3 separate regions of the Mus musculus genome follow, and regions 1 and 2 are each linked to region 3. Evidence: chromatin contacts called from public HiChIP or PLAC-seq data. All regions are on one chromosome and are shown on one strand. Each heading gives the region's core, a stretch centred on a gene start, on an enhancer-like site or on the middle of the called end of the contact. The rest is flanking DNA. Distances are from core to core; before and after follow the strand shown. Region 1 has its middle 49 kb from the start of Tnfsf8. Region 2 has its middle 42 kb from the start of 8030451A03Rik. Region 3 holds the start of Atp6v1g1 (ATPase, H+ transporting, lysosomal V1 subunit G1).

The links. HiChIP or PLAC-seq counts read pairs in DNA pulled down with a chosen protein or histone mark.
Region 1: a contact with region 3 is called in an H3K4me3 HiChIP or PLAC-seq map of bone marrow-derived macrophages, with 4 times the contacts expected there. The contact joins the enhancer-like site here to the promoter of Atp6v1g1 in region 3. A contact is called at or near these places in 3 of 39 promoter capture datasets (cranial neural crest, maxillary cranial neural crest and second pharyngeal arch cranial neural crest), 1 of 15 datasets of contacts at CTCF or cohesin (the NIH/3T3 cell line), 1 of 484 Hi-C or Micro-C datasets (nephron progenitors), 4 of 115 datasets of contacts at active chromatin or transcription factors (bone marrow-derived macrophages, embryonic basal ganglia, embryonic forebrain and 1 more) and 1 of 9 other capture datasets (macrophages).
Region 2: a contact with region 3 is called in an H3K4me3 HiChIP or PLAC-seq map of bone marrow-derived macrophages, with 5 times the contacts expected there. The contact joins the enhancer-like site here to the promoter of Atp6v1g1 in region 3. A contact is called at or near these places in 11 of 39 promoter capture datasets (the 3T3-L1 cell line, the C10 cell line, cranial neural crest and 7 more), 4 of 484 Hi-C or Micro-C datasets (cortical neurons, liver, rod photoreceptor and 1 more), 18 of 115 datasets of contacts at active chromatin or transcription factors (DN3 thymocytes, the NIH/3T3 cell line, astrocytes and 14 more) and 2 of 9 other capture datasets (liver and macrophages).

The regions. Positions count from the first base shown.
Region 1 is chr4:63,908,453-63,912,600 of GRCm38.p6, forward strand. No RefSeq gene overlaps it. Among named protein-coding and RNA genes, the nearest start is that of Tnfsf8, 49 kb to the left of the region's middle. Within about 2 kb of position 1,624, at least 6 of the 459 cell types and tissues checked have an H3K27ac peak or open chromatin away from gene starts, as enhancers often do. A contact at or near this core is called in bone marrow-derived macrophages, where this site is marked.
Region 2 is chr4:63,940,063-63,944,417 of GRCm38.p6, forward strand. No RefSeq gene overlaps it. Among named protein-coding and RNA genes, the nearest start is that of 8030451A03Rik, 42 kb to the right of the region's middle. Within about 2 kb of position 3,004, at least 28 of the 459 cell types and tissues checked have an H3K27ac peak or open chromatin away from gene starts, as enhancers often do. A contact at or near this core is called in bone marrow-derived macrophages and hematopoietic stem and progenitor cells, where this site is marked.
Region 3 is chr4:63,542,687-63,547,062 of GRCm38.p6, forward strand. It overlaps Atp6v1g1 (ATPase, H+ transporting, lysosomal V1 subunit G1), which reads left to right and starts at 2,079. Exons shown (of 3, transcript NM_024173.2): 1 at 2,079-2,313. The coding sequence starts at 2,232. Gm38592 (a long non-coding RNA gene) reads left to right here and starts at 2,607. Exons shown (of 2, transcript XR_881351.1): 1 at 2,607-3,252; 2 at 3,331-4,376.

The DNA of each region.
Region 1 (4,148 bases), core at 374-2,873, 370 kb after region 3:
ATTTTTCTAGAATGTATACTCTAATGTAGACTACAGAAACAAGAAGCTGGTTCATACTGTCAGATTAGCCACCAAGTCTAGTAGAAATTCTAGCTTATAATGAGGAGAATCTGGAGGGCACAGAATGAGACATGAGTGAAAACTGAGACTTCAAGAGAACCTCCGGTATGGTAAGGGCAGTTCTTCCATCCCAGCATTCTGAAAGAGTGCACCCACATACTTTATATTTAAATGCTGTCCACTGTCTTTTCATGACTAAGAATAGTAATTCCTCAAAATTTTAGAAAATTGTCACACTTTCTCTCAGTGTCAGAGTGCACCCATTGCCAATGGCTAAAATAAGAATCTGAAAGCCTGGTCACTCATGCAATATATTTAAACCTCTCTGAAACATTAGCCCAGGGTTAGAGCCCAATTGGGTATGGGTGAGCATGCAAAGTAGCCCAATCTCTTCTGTTGCTCAGGCTTGAGTCCCTCCTCTCTGGAAATACTCATATTCGGATCTCCCCCAGAACATGTTTTTCATGCTAATTTCTCTGTCCCAGAATTTTTTCAGCAGTGAAGCAAATCTTACCAACTTTTAAGATCAGTCCCTGGCTATTCTAATTTGATGTGAGTCCATTGCAGATGCTTATGGTGGAACAAACTCTGGAAGGTTACATCTTCTAGAGGCTTGGCAGTTTCTTCATAGGCAATCACTTTCAATACAAATTTGCTAAGTACATCAAGCATGTCTGGAATTCCAGCAGGAAGATACCAAGTTCAAAGTCAACATTTGATATATAAACATATTCCATTTTCAAAGGAAAATAAAACAAACAAATCAAGAGGGAAGAAAAAAAAAGATCCAAGGGATAAACAATGAATGACGTTCAAATGAATATATTCTACGCATTGTTAGGTACATGTTGTAAAATAATGTGACTAATACTTTTACGAAAATGCACTGTGAGAAATACACCTAATTATTATAGCATGTAGAAAAGAACGAAGTAGAACTATTAGAACATAAAATGCAGCAGAAGACTGGATGTAACAAAAGAGGGGACAGATGATGTAGGTTAGGGCATAGCAAAAATGATCAGGACATTAATGCAAACAGCTAAAAATGTGGAAAATGCTACAAAGTATAAACATGATGAGAAGCTCTGGTGTATGTGATGTTGGAGGGACAGAAAAGAATAGGTCAGAACCAGCATTTAAAGAGATGATGGCCAAGAATTTTCCATAACTGGGGAAAGAAATTCATTTGTAGATTTAAGAAGCTTAAAGAGATGCTCAGGTCTTTAGAGCACTTGCTGTACTTTTCAGCAGAGTACAGTTCACAACTGGTGTCTCAGAGCCCCTTTGACTGTAGGGCTAGGAGATCTGATGCCCTCTTCTGGCTTCTGTGGGTAGCTGCATGCATATGTGCACACACACACACACACACACACACACACACACACACACACACACACACAGAGAGAGAGAGAGAGAGAGAGAGAGAGAGAGAGAGAGAGAGAGAGAGAGAGAGAATTTAAAAATAAAATATATGTTTTGAAAACGGAAACATTGTAAGACTCTAGCCAGGGAAGTGAAGCAGTGCCACCATCAGAGAAGCTTCCTCCTTCAGAAAATAGGAACAAAGACTGAGGCCTACAAACAGACAGCATGCAGAGAGTGAGAGACCTTGGAACACTCGATCCTAAAAAAGATGTCTATATCAAAGTAGGAACCGGGAACCCCATGGAAGAAGAAGCAGAAAGACTATAGGAGCCAGAGAGGAGAGGAAACCAAGAAACAAGACCTTCTACATAAACTGTGCACAGCTCTTGTGAACTCACAGAGATGGAGGCAGCATGCACAGGGCCTACACAGATAGTCACCAGGTCCTCTGCATATATACTATAGTTTCCAGTTTACTGTTTTTATGACATTTCTGAGTGTGCAAATGAGTGAGTCTCTGATTCTTGTGCCTTTTGGGGGATCTTTTCCTTCTGTTTGTTTGTCCAATTCAAATATGTTAGTTTTTCTTTTATCTTATTAGATTTTAATTTTTTATTATTTAGGGGGAGAGGAAAATACTGTGAGATTCATCAAAATAAATGTAAAAGAAAATCTTATGACTGAATAGTATATAAAATGCTGAAAGAAGCAGAGAAATATCCTGTAATATGATATAAAAATTTCTTGCATGTCTCATTGTAGAAGACTATTTTACATGATTCACTTACATGACACACTTTCATTAGCAAATGTAATATGGGACAAAATATATTTTGGCTTAGGTTCTTTGCTAAAGATTGAGGAAGTCTTATTATAAATAATCTTCTCACATCTTAATTTCTTGGCTGGCTTCTTTTCCAGTAGAGTTTTTAATTTTATGATTTGAAAAAAATTGGTGCTATAAGTAGGAAAATGTTATTACTTGTGTTTGAAGTATTGATGTAACATCGACCTACTTTTTAAAACCTGTAATGGTGGAACTTTTAAAGGTCTTAACCACTGTGAGATTTATTTCCTTAAAACTAGACTTTAGCTTTCACAAATCACTCTAATTTGATTCAATAAAACTCTGTATGTTTTAGTAACCAGAAAAGGTGGAGCCATGATGCTGTATTCCTCTTCTCTTTTGACCATCCACATCTCTTCAGATACAACATGTTTTCTTTTGTTTCTGTGTTTTAAAACGATGCTATGATTCTTGTTTGGTGTGTGTGTGTGTGTGTGTGTGTGTGTGTGTGTATGTGTGTGTGTGTTTCTGTACATTGCATACCTGGAAGCCAGAGAACAACTTTCAGGACTAGGCTCTCCTACGTAGACCCTGAAGGCTAAACAAACACCTTAGCCTCCAAGTCATCTTGGACATCTTCATATTTTCTTCCAAAGACTTCTTTCTGTTCAAAGTGTGATATGAACTGTAGTTCACAATAGCCTGCTTAATACTTTGTGAAAGAAGAGGTCAGAGGCTCCTGACATAGAGTAATGGTATGAATATGGGTATATGCTCTTAGTATGCACTGCCACTATGCTATTACACTGTAGCTCATAAGCATAAGTGTTGTGTTAACACATTTAAAAACATGTTAAGGGAAGCAGAAATGTAAAAGCTTCTATTTGTTCATGAAACATTGTATACTTATATTAAAATATCTCACTGTATCTCACAAACCTTGGCAATTAAAAAAGCAGTAGCAGTAATAATAAAAACTACCTGGTTATTTTTAAATAAAATGAATATGATGTGAGCATCAACAGAAACTTTATTAGAATATAAAATCTTAGTGCTATCTCAATAACACTGATTAATAATTTTTATTTTAACAAGAACACAAGATGGCTCATATGTACATTAAATGTTAAGATGCAACATTCTAAATAACACACCGTCATCTGGCATGAGGACTTAGTGAGGATGCTATAACATTAAAACTTGCAAAGCTTACTTTTATATATTACCAGATATAAATGAATGTTGCATATTAGTCAGGTTTCTATTACTGTAACAAAGTTCTTGAGGTAATCAACTTAAAAAGATGAAACCATGGATTTATGGTTTCAGTTCATGGTTGCTTGGTTCTGTATGTCATGGGGGAAGCCTGAGGGCTGCCTCATCTCACTGTGGCAAGGAAACAAAGAGGGAGACGAAAGCTCTACAGTCCTAGACTTCTCTTCAAGGGCATGCCTTTTGTGACTAAGTTCCCTCCACCTGGGTCCTGCTTCTCAGAGGTTTTACTGCCTCCCATTGGCACCATAAGCTGGCAGACTAGCCTTTGGGAGATGCTCATAATTCAAACAACTGCATTAGGTGGGGCATTTTAGATGTGGCAGTGGTTGCTATGAATATAACTGTTTCTCAGCCTCCTTGCAGATATTTGTAACTATACATTTCAGTTCTGGCTAGGAGAACTGAACAGAAGAGATGGAGGTTGTGCAAAGCATGATGGGAAGTATCTGATTTTGTGGTGATGACGAAGGCACCTTATTAGCCTTGGAGAGATACATGACATGGGACTTTGAGCCATTGCTAATTTGGGCCTCTGCCATAACAGACACACCTATAGGCCATTTAGTATAGTTTCATATTGGGAAACATAATTATTTATATATTGTAATTGGGATTGCTTATAGGAAGCAAGACTATGGTTTCTTCATTATGAGCCAAT
Region 2 (4,355 bases), core at 1,754-4,253, 400 kb after region 3:
CTGCTGATGAAGTGTAGCTTAGAAAGTGCCAGATGGAAGCCCTAATTGATGCTGAAAATTTTTTGACCATAAGAGAAAGCAGACTGAATATGGAAGGACTCTACTAGACAGAATAGACAGAAATCAGCAGCTCTACCCAGCCAGTGACATGGTGCGTTGACACTACGGACACTGCTCCTTCATGTCATAGCCCAGCACTGCTGCTGGGTTCTATCTCCACTTTGGGCAGTTGGTCAGAGAGACAGACTTCCTTTCTTCCCTTCCTCTGCAAATTCAGTCCTTCAGGAAGAACAAGGGCCCAAGGTGAGTCAAGATGGATCAAGATGGTAGCAGAACACCACAGAAATGGGTATTTCTGGCTGTATTTCCAGTGGCCATTTTTTTCTACCACTTGGCCCAGGCTCTCAACATCCCTGGTCCTCAATTTTGCAACACTGGGAAATGGGAATCCCACAAACTGCTCTGCTCCCACTCAGGGTCATAAATTCGGGCCCTAGAATATGTTTTGTAAATGGGTGTACGCTCACGAGCAGAAGGACAGTGTGATTCTATTCTATATTACTGGAAGCTGCGTATTCAACCTCCTCTTGTGAAAATGGGTGACAGATGAAAAAAAAAAAACCTGAGAAATACTCCTTGTGAACAGAAGGACAACTGTAAAGTGGCTGATCAGCAGTCACCTGGTCTGAGACTCTCCTCACCAGTGAAGGCAGTCAGATTCATGTCGTATCTTAACACCGAAAATCAGCTCCTGCCTCTATCAGACAGTCCCTCTCTATTACCGTCATGCTTATAATTTCAGTCAATCCTTGACCTTAAATTGGGGCCACAACCTTCAGATCCTGCTGGGTCACTGATGATCAGAGGATGACACTTGGAATCCAGTAACTCTTGATGCTAACACTTCCCGGCCTCAGCTTTTCCATCCATAGAATGGGGAGAATAACACACACGGCTGTTTTGAGGTCTGCATGGGCTCATTGTGAAAACTGCTTAGTATGCTGACTGTAAGCAGGCAGCACTCAGGAAAGCTGCGGTTATTCTCATAGCAATCCAATGCACTAGAAACGAGTTCTGGGCACTTGCATAACAATTGAGTTAGACCTACATCTTGGGGCTTCCCTACTGGCCCCATTTGTACGAGTAGCCTTCAGCTCAGTGTCTTGTCCCTGCTGGTCCCAATTCTTTGCCCTGAACATCATTCAGCTTATCTGAGGTCTAAATTCCATCTAGTCCCAGTGTTGCCAACAAATTCTGTTTCTTCTTCCTCCTCCTCCTCTCTTGCTACCATTCCACCTAAAGTTCTGTCTGCTGAGTCCATGGAAGACTTCCATGGCGACCACCCAAATGCTGCGGTCTGCAGTCTGAAGCTTTTCCAGGGGCTGTTTACTGTTTAGCCCTTAATGGCCTCTCTGATTTGATCTTGAGTCTCATATGTTCCGACCACAGTGCGCTTCCTTCTGAGCTCATTAGGCTTTAGGGCAGAGCCTGAGACCAAGGCACAAAAGATGGTCCCAAGATCAGGGTGAGGGAGTAGGTGGAGTGAGACAGGGAAGGAAAACAGTTGACATGGGTTGCACAATCAATTGTTTCCTGTTCTGAGTAGCCTTGACTCTGTCCCCCCCAAGGGCAGGTTGACAATGCCTCCCAATTGCCTTGCTATAGGACAGAAACCTTTGACACTCCTCCACTCTTCCTCCCCTGAACTGGAATAGAGTCCCCCATTATTTTACACTTTGAAAATGACTTTGGCTTAGACAAACTGGACTCCCAAGCTCTTGAGAAAGTCCTGAGGCAGAGACGTGGAGACCCACTGGCTTGGAGGGAGAGCATGTGCATATGTATTGCAGATTAAATATGAAAATGTGTCCGTAGATGCTACCTTGTTACCAAGCTGTTCCCCACTCCAGGCCTCTTGCAAGAACTGTGTCTCCCATCATGCATGTTTAGATTCAAATGTCCCAGTTTTAGAGATAGCCCTCTTGACATTCTGTCTGAAGGAGGCTACTGTGGTTCCTCTATCCAATGCCAGTTTTTCTTCATGACCCTTTTCTAGTATCTGGGTTAAAACCTACCAGCTCACAGCATGTCCAGGTCATGGCAGAGGTTCAAGCAAGACTGATGCCAGACTTGACTTGGGCAATTATATAGAGAGGTCAGATTCCAGGGTAAGAAGCAGGTAATAAAGCATGCGATGGCTCAGATGATTATTACGTGTGGGGTGGAGGACATCAAGAGGTGAGGGCAGGGAATTCTACAGAGTTGAACACAAAAGGCACAGAGACCAACTATCAGAGGTTCAGAGGGAGGCAGCAATAGGTTGTCACTCAGAGACAGGACAGACCCAGACTTATATGCACAGGTGGAGGTGGGCTGGCATGGAGAATTTTGTATCTGGTTCCTCTTCTTCAGTGTAGCCAGGTGCATGATGTCATTGGAGGCTGGAGAAAGTGATGACTTCCTTACAGCCTTAGTGCAGATTTCTGTGTGGTTACAGTCTGTTCTCCAAACCTAAACATAGTGGGACTTCAGGAACGAACACAGGGATTTTTGGGTCTCATCTCTATAGCCTCTGTAGACTCATGTGTGTAGCCTAAAATTGCCCCGGGTGTCCTGGAGGGCCTGGAATGAAGAGGCATGTGAAGACATCTTCTACCAGCATGGACTCTCTAGGCTGCAGGTAGACAAGCATGCCTGTACAGCTTCTCTGAACACAGTGTCTCACATTCCCGGAGCTGAGGATATAGGTTCCACTTGATAGTGACCTCATGATCTTGTCTCAATTCTCTGTGCTGCAGGGAACTATCTCCCCTCCACAGGGGAGGCTACAGAGTGCTGCATCCACCCTGCAGGCAGAGAAATCATCAAGGCATATGTCTTTTTGCCTTAAGGATTTTTTTCTCCTCCAAATAGACTTATAACAACAAGTAACCCCCTGGTTTCTATCACTTCTGCATTTAGAGTCTGTACTCCCTCCTGGTAGAGTTGATGTTAGTGGTCACAGGAAAGGGGTGTGGCCCTCTTGTCAGCTCAGATGTGCAGGCTGAGGCTGTTAATCATGTTCACAACCATTGCCACCACTTGGGTAGTAAGGTTTCAAGTCAGCGTGTTTCACTTAATTCCGATTGCATAAAGCAGACCACCGCCTCAGTGACACTGGCCAAACCTGCCTCAGTTTCCAGCTCTGTAGAATGGAGACTATAGGGTGGTGGTGAAGGTTAAATGAACTTTGATATGGACAGCAGCTGTAACAGGAACTGCTGTCAATCAGGGCTTGTTTTATTTTTAGCTCCATCTTTCGTGTCAAAATGGAGGACCTAAAGAAGAAACACCAAGGAGCTTTTACAAAATGGGAATCTGTACAATTTCACATCTTAAATATTATTCTTTGTGGAAGAATTTTTAGTGGTGTATGGGTAAAACAGAGAGCAAATTACATCATTGGCGTGAAAAGGAGAAGAGAGACTGGTGGAAGGAACTAGAACAAATAGACCACAGCATAGACCTGAGCCATGATGACTGAAAGGCAATAACTCTGTCCTTGTAGCAAATTAACCTGGGAGCTGCCAACTGATAGACAGTTGACATCCTGAGCAGCACTGCACACATATTTGTCTGCAGGTATATTTGTGAGGGCACCGGATGCTGTAGGGATATCTCTTGTGACTCCCTAAAGGATATACGACTTTGAGTATAGTTTTCCATAATCAGCTTTGTCATGACCAGCCACCAGAGGTAGACATCTTATGTGATTCTCTGGAGGACCTGGGCCTTTGCTTCATGAGACTAGAGTACCAAATTAGAAGTCATAATGGAAGTGAGATATAATTTTGTCTGCTTCTCACACTCAACTAGGTATGTTTAGAGTTAACATTCATTTTTCTTTGCCTGCTTCATGCTCTTCTGTAAAGCAGCTAAAAGGCACGAGGCACTTGACCTGGCCTGTTCAGGCTTCCACTTAAATTAACCGAAAGCACTCACATTAGCTCCACCTATTGACCAGCCAGTCAAATGGGTATTGATCATTTAGTCTGTGTGAAGGATGGCTGCGGGGAGTATAGCCAAGATACTGTTTGTCATTTACTACGGTGCAGCTCTGTATTGTAGGTACAGCGGTGCATTTATTGTAGTTATATGAGACAGTTATCATTTGTGTTTTATAAAAGAAAACGTTTGAAAACCCTAAATCATTAGGGAGCATGACCAAATGTAGATGGCTAGTTCCATTGTAGAACCAGGATTTGAAAGAGACGGATGGTCCATTCACTCATGAGCACTGCTACTTTTCTCAACAGTGATGACTGCCACAAAGACTCAAAGACATAATTCCTGTTTCCAACACACTCACTGTCTGG
Region 3 (4,376 bases), core at 829-3,328:
GACATAGTGCTAAAATCATCTTGGCCTATCTTTAGATCCCTTAACAGCCTTTTACTACCAACTTCCACATCTGTCCTGACAGCTCTGTGACCACTAGATGTAATATTCGGAATGAACGGTTAACAGGTCACTGGCTTCCTCCAACCCTAATGCTAAGGCTAGTAGAAAGCAGCATGCTGAACCCATTGATAAGGTTTTCCAATACTGCCATAATCTACCTGTTGTACACACCCAAGTATTAGGTAAATACACTGAGTGTTTGCATTAGGTAAAAGTATTTACAACCTTGTTTTGGTCTCTGACCATAAGTGTAACTATCCTCTTCCTCGGTGGCAGAACGTGCTGTTCATGGGAATCTGAATATGTCCTTCCTGGGCCATAATCATATTGGGCTCAGAATATTGGGCTGTCTTGTATTCTCTTTGGAACAGGAGCTCTGAGGGTTATAACAGCCCTGTGCTGCTGACACAGCCCTAGCATCTCACTTTAGATCTCTCCCTTGGGAGAGCCTTCAGATCCATTCTCTCCTCATGACTGGTCACATGGTTTATCTTCATTAACAAGCATGTCTTAAAACACTTGGCACACCCTGTAGGTGCAACAACATTATGAACTAACCAGTACCCCGGAGCTCTTGACTCTAGCTTCATATGTATCAAAAGATGGCCTAGTCGGCCATCACTGGAAAGAGAGGCCCACTGGACACACAAACTTTATATGCCCCAGTACAGGGGAACGCCAGGGCCAAAAAAATGGGAATGGGTGGGTAGGGAAGTGGGGGGGAGGGTATGGGGGACTTTTGGGATAGCATTGGAAATGTAATTGAGGAAAATACGTAATAAAAAAAAACACTTGGCACATTTATTATGCTACAATTATTTGTTTAAATTAATGTCTTAAATTTTCAAAACCATGTGGGTGGGTGGTGGTACTGCATATGTCACTGTGTTTGTGGAGGTCAGGAGACAGCTTGCAGGAATTGTTTTTCTCCTTCCTCCACGTGAGGTAAATATCTATACCCTGAGCTATTACAACTCTGTCTCCTTAATCTGTTTTCAGGATCAAAGGAGGTGTGCACGCCCACTGTGCTTGCAGCAACACTTATGGAAAACAGCACTATTTATTCCTAAGCTTGGGTCAGAAAGGGATGGCAGGTCCAGGGATACAGCTCAGAGGGTGGAAGGGACTCGCCTACAATGCTTGAGGGAACTAGGTTCCAGCCCTAGCACCATGAAAAAGGATGGCAACTGGCCCACAAGTCACAGGGGTTAGTAGTTGACTTGATGCTGAGTCCTTGTGTGAGTGTGTCTGAGTATTTGCTAGTGTCTGAACCTAGGACTTCAGACGTCTCTCCAGAACTGGCCAGAACTTCCTAAACTTCTCCATGATAGATGTTTTCTTTTTGGTTTTTCGAGACACGGTTTCTCTGGGTAGCTCTTGCTGTCCTGGAACTCACTCTGTAGACCAGGCCTGCCTCGAATGAGAGACTCAGTTGCCTCTGCATACCTAGTGCTGGGATTAAAGGCATGTGCTATGCCTCACTACCTGCTTTGGTTCCCACTCCCCTCCCCCGCCAAACACGGTCTCACTAGCCAGGTCATGAACTCAATCAATCCTCTTGCTTCAGCATCCTGACACGGGTGTGCTGGGTTTGCAGCCTGTACCACTAGGGCAGCATTGCTTCCTGATAGGGTGTAAGTTCCAAAGAAATTTCCAGAAAGGTAGGAAGTCTAGCTGGGTGAAGAGAGGGGGTAAATAATCAGGTTTGGATCCTTGCTTCTGAACTTCAACGTGGGCACACTATTAATTTCGGGAAGAGAGAAATAACCACGTGACAGGACTGCCACAGGGATAATACCAGCTATAAAAAACCAGCCTTTGACAGTTGCAAAAGAGCAGGAGTAGCCATCTCTCAATGCGCAGGCGTAGTGGAACAGCTTGGCACGTCCCTCCTTGTCCCGCCCCGCCCCGTCCCGTCTCACCCCGCCCCACCCCGCCGCCCCGTCTCACCCGCCCCGCCCCGCCCCGCCCCGCCCCATCTCCTGGGAGTCACCGGACTCAAAGGCAGTCAGTCAGCTGAGACACCGGGCGGTTCTTTTGACGGTGGGGCGGGGCTCCTGCGCGCTGCGCAGGCGCAGAGTCTGGGTGGTGGATCAGGTGATCCGAGGGGCTTCGGAGGGTGTTTGAGCAGTTGACTTAGGCCGTTCTCTCAGCCCAAAGTCCCCTCAGCAATGGCGAGTCAGTCGCAGGGCATCCAGCAGCTACTGCAGGCCGAGAAGCGGGCCGCCGAGAAGGTGTCCGAGGCCCGCAAGCGTGAGCTCCGGGACGGGGCGGGATGCTAGGCTGGGACGGCGACTAGGCCGCGGGCGGAGGCCGGGGGACAGTGTCGGGGCCAGAAGCTGTCCCGGCGGTGTCTGGAAGCCTCGAGGCTGGACCTCAGGTGCCTGTGGAGACAGTAGTGGGTTCGTCCACTTCTCGGGGTGGAGGGCGTGAAGTGGGCCACCCCACAGAAACTGCTCCCACCCGATCCCGATCCCTTGCTTCCGGCCGCGGCCCACCTACGGGAGCCACCTCCACGGCCGTCGAGTCTGCGAACCTAGGTCATTCTGGCCACCTCTCCCTCACGTTCGTCACTTTAAACGGTTCGCCCAGCCTCTCTAACCTGATCTCCGTCCATCGTTTTTTTTTTTTGTTTTTTTTTTTCTTTTTTCAGCACCATAGTTGAACTCCCTGAGTTCATGTGGCTACCTAACTCGGCCAGTCATTCCTTTCTTTGTTCCCCTGAGAATGTATTAGAGAAGTGCCGAGTTCATATTCATCACAGGGTATTTCTTGTTCCAGCGGAGGCGCACATACCAGTTAGGATGTGTGTAGCAGTGAAAGGCCAATATTGAGAGGGACAAAGTGGCCAGAAAAGTCAGTTTACCACGTGTGTAACTGGGACCAAGGAGTGGAAGAAGCCTGTAATATTCTGCAACAAATTCCCCCCCCCCCCACTTCAGACACCTGCTTAAAATTCGAACATAACTTTCTCGTCACACCTGGCCTTCCACTCAGCACTCCTTGTCCCCGCAGAATGGAGCTGGTATTTCATAATGGATTAGAGGAAGTGTTTTCATCAGTCAGGCTTTTGTATTCTCTCCTAAGCATGTCCCTGTGAGAAATTCTCTTCCCGCAGTACTGCGTCGCTTGAATCCTAAAGGCATCCTCATTTCTGGCCCTCCAGGCTTTTGCACTTCGTTTGCCCTGATGGTTAGTTTTGGATCTCAGAATTTGGCAGCGGTTCCTCATTCAGGCTCTTTCCCTCACTAATGCTTGTTTTTGACGTAGTGTTATAGTAAGCTGTTGGTTTCCATGGCCTTGCCGCTAGAATAAGCTTTTGGAAACTGGAAACTGTGTCTCAGGACCTTTATGAATCTAGTTTTCCAAGGTAAGAAGACACTGCGTTTGCTCCTGTTTTTTTGCAGGAGGGAAAAATGAGACCCAGAAGGTGATTTGGCCAGACTCTGGCTTGAGAGGCCTTTCTCATGCAAGGGATTTTCCTTAGTATAAAACTTGCAGTACACTTATGTTACATACTGCTGACGGGCTGAGACCTCTCAGAGATCTGCCTGCCTCTGCTTCCCAGTGCTGGCCTGAAAGGCATGTGCCACCATGCTCACCCCCCAAGTAGATTGAAGTGTGGCCCTGGTGGGAGTTAGGCGATTCTTTATTTCCAGGAGATGTTTTCTGTAGAATGCTGGGGGTGGAGAGAAGCCCTTTTCTTCTCAGGTGGCTAGAAAGGCCTGTGTTGTCATGCTCTCGATCCAGAATTTCCAGACTGTCTTGTCAGTTTGTCCTGTGATGACTCAGCCGCAGTAGCAGGTGTATGTGTTGGGAATTATGTGAGGCTGTTTGGAGGAGATGCAAGAGCAAATACTTGGACTGTGGTGGGAATGACCGTGTTCCCGGGAGATTTTAAACCTTACTTGGCTGCAAGCTTGTATGTATCAGATAGCTGAAGCAGTTTGTTTTAGAGGGGTTAGCTTACAGCCAGCTCACATTTTAATATTTTCAGGGGTTGGGAAGAGAGGCATTGAAAAGAGCTGAAATATGAGAACTGTCATCCTTGATTTGTGGTCACACTTGACTTGCTCAGTTAAGGGTTGGGAAGGAAAAGTTGTAATCTCAGCGTTCAGAGGCTTGTGGATCACTGAGTTCGAGGGCAAGTTCCAGGACAGCCAGAAAAATCCTGTCTCTGGAAACCAGGAGAAAACACATACACACAGAGACTGGGAAGGGTCAGGGTATGTTGTAAAATAATCAAGCCTGAGTTTCTCATGAAATCATTACTTTGTTAGGTTAGACCATTTGTAAGGTCTGAGAAACATGATTAA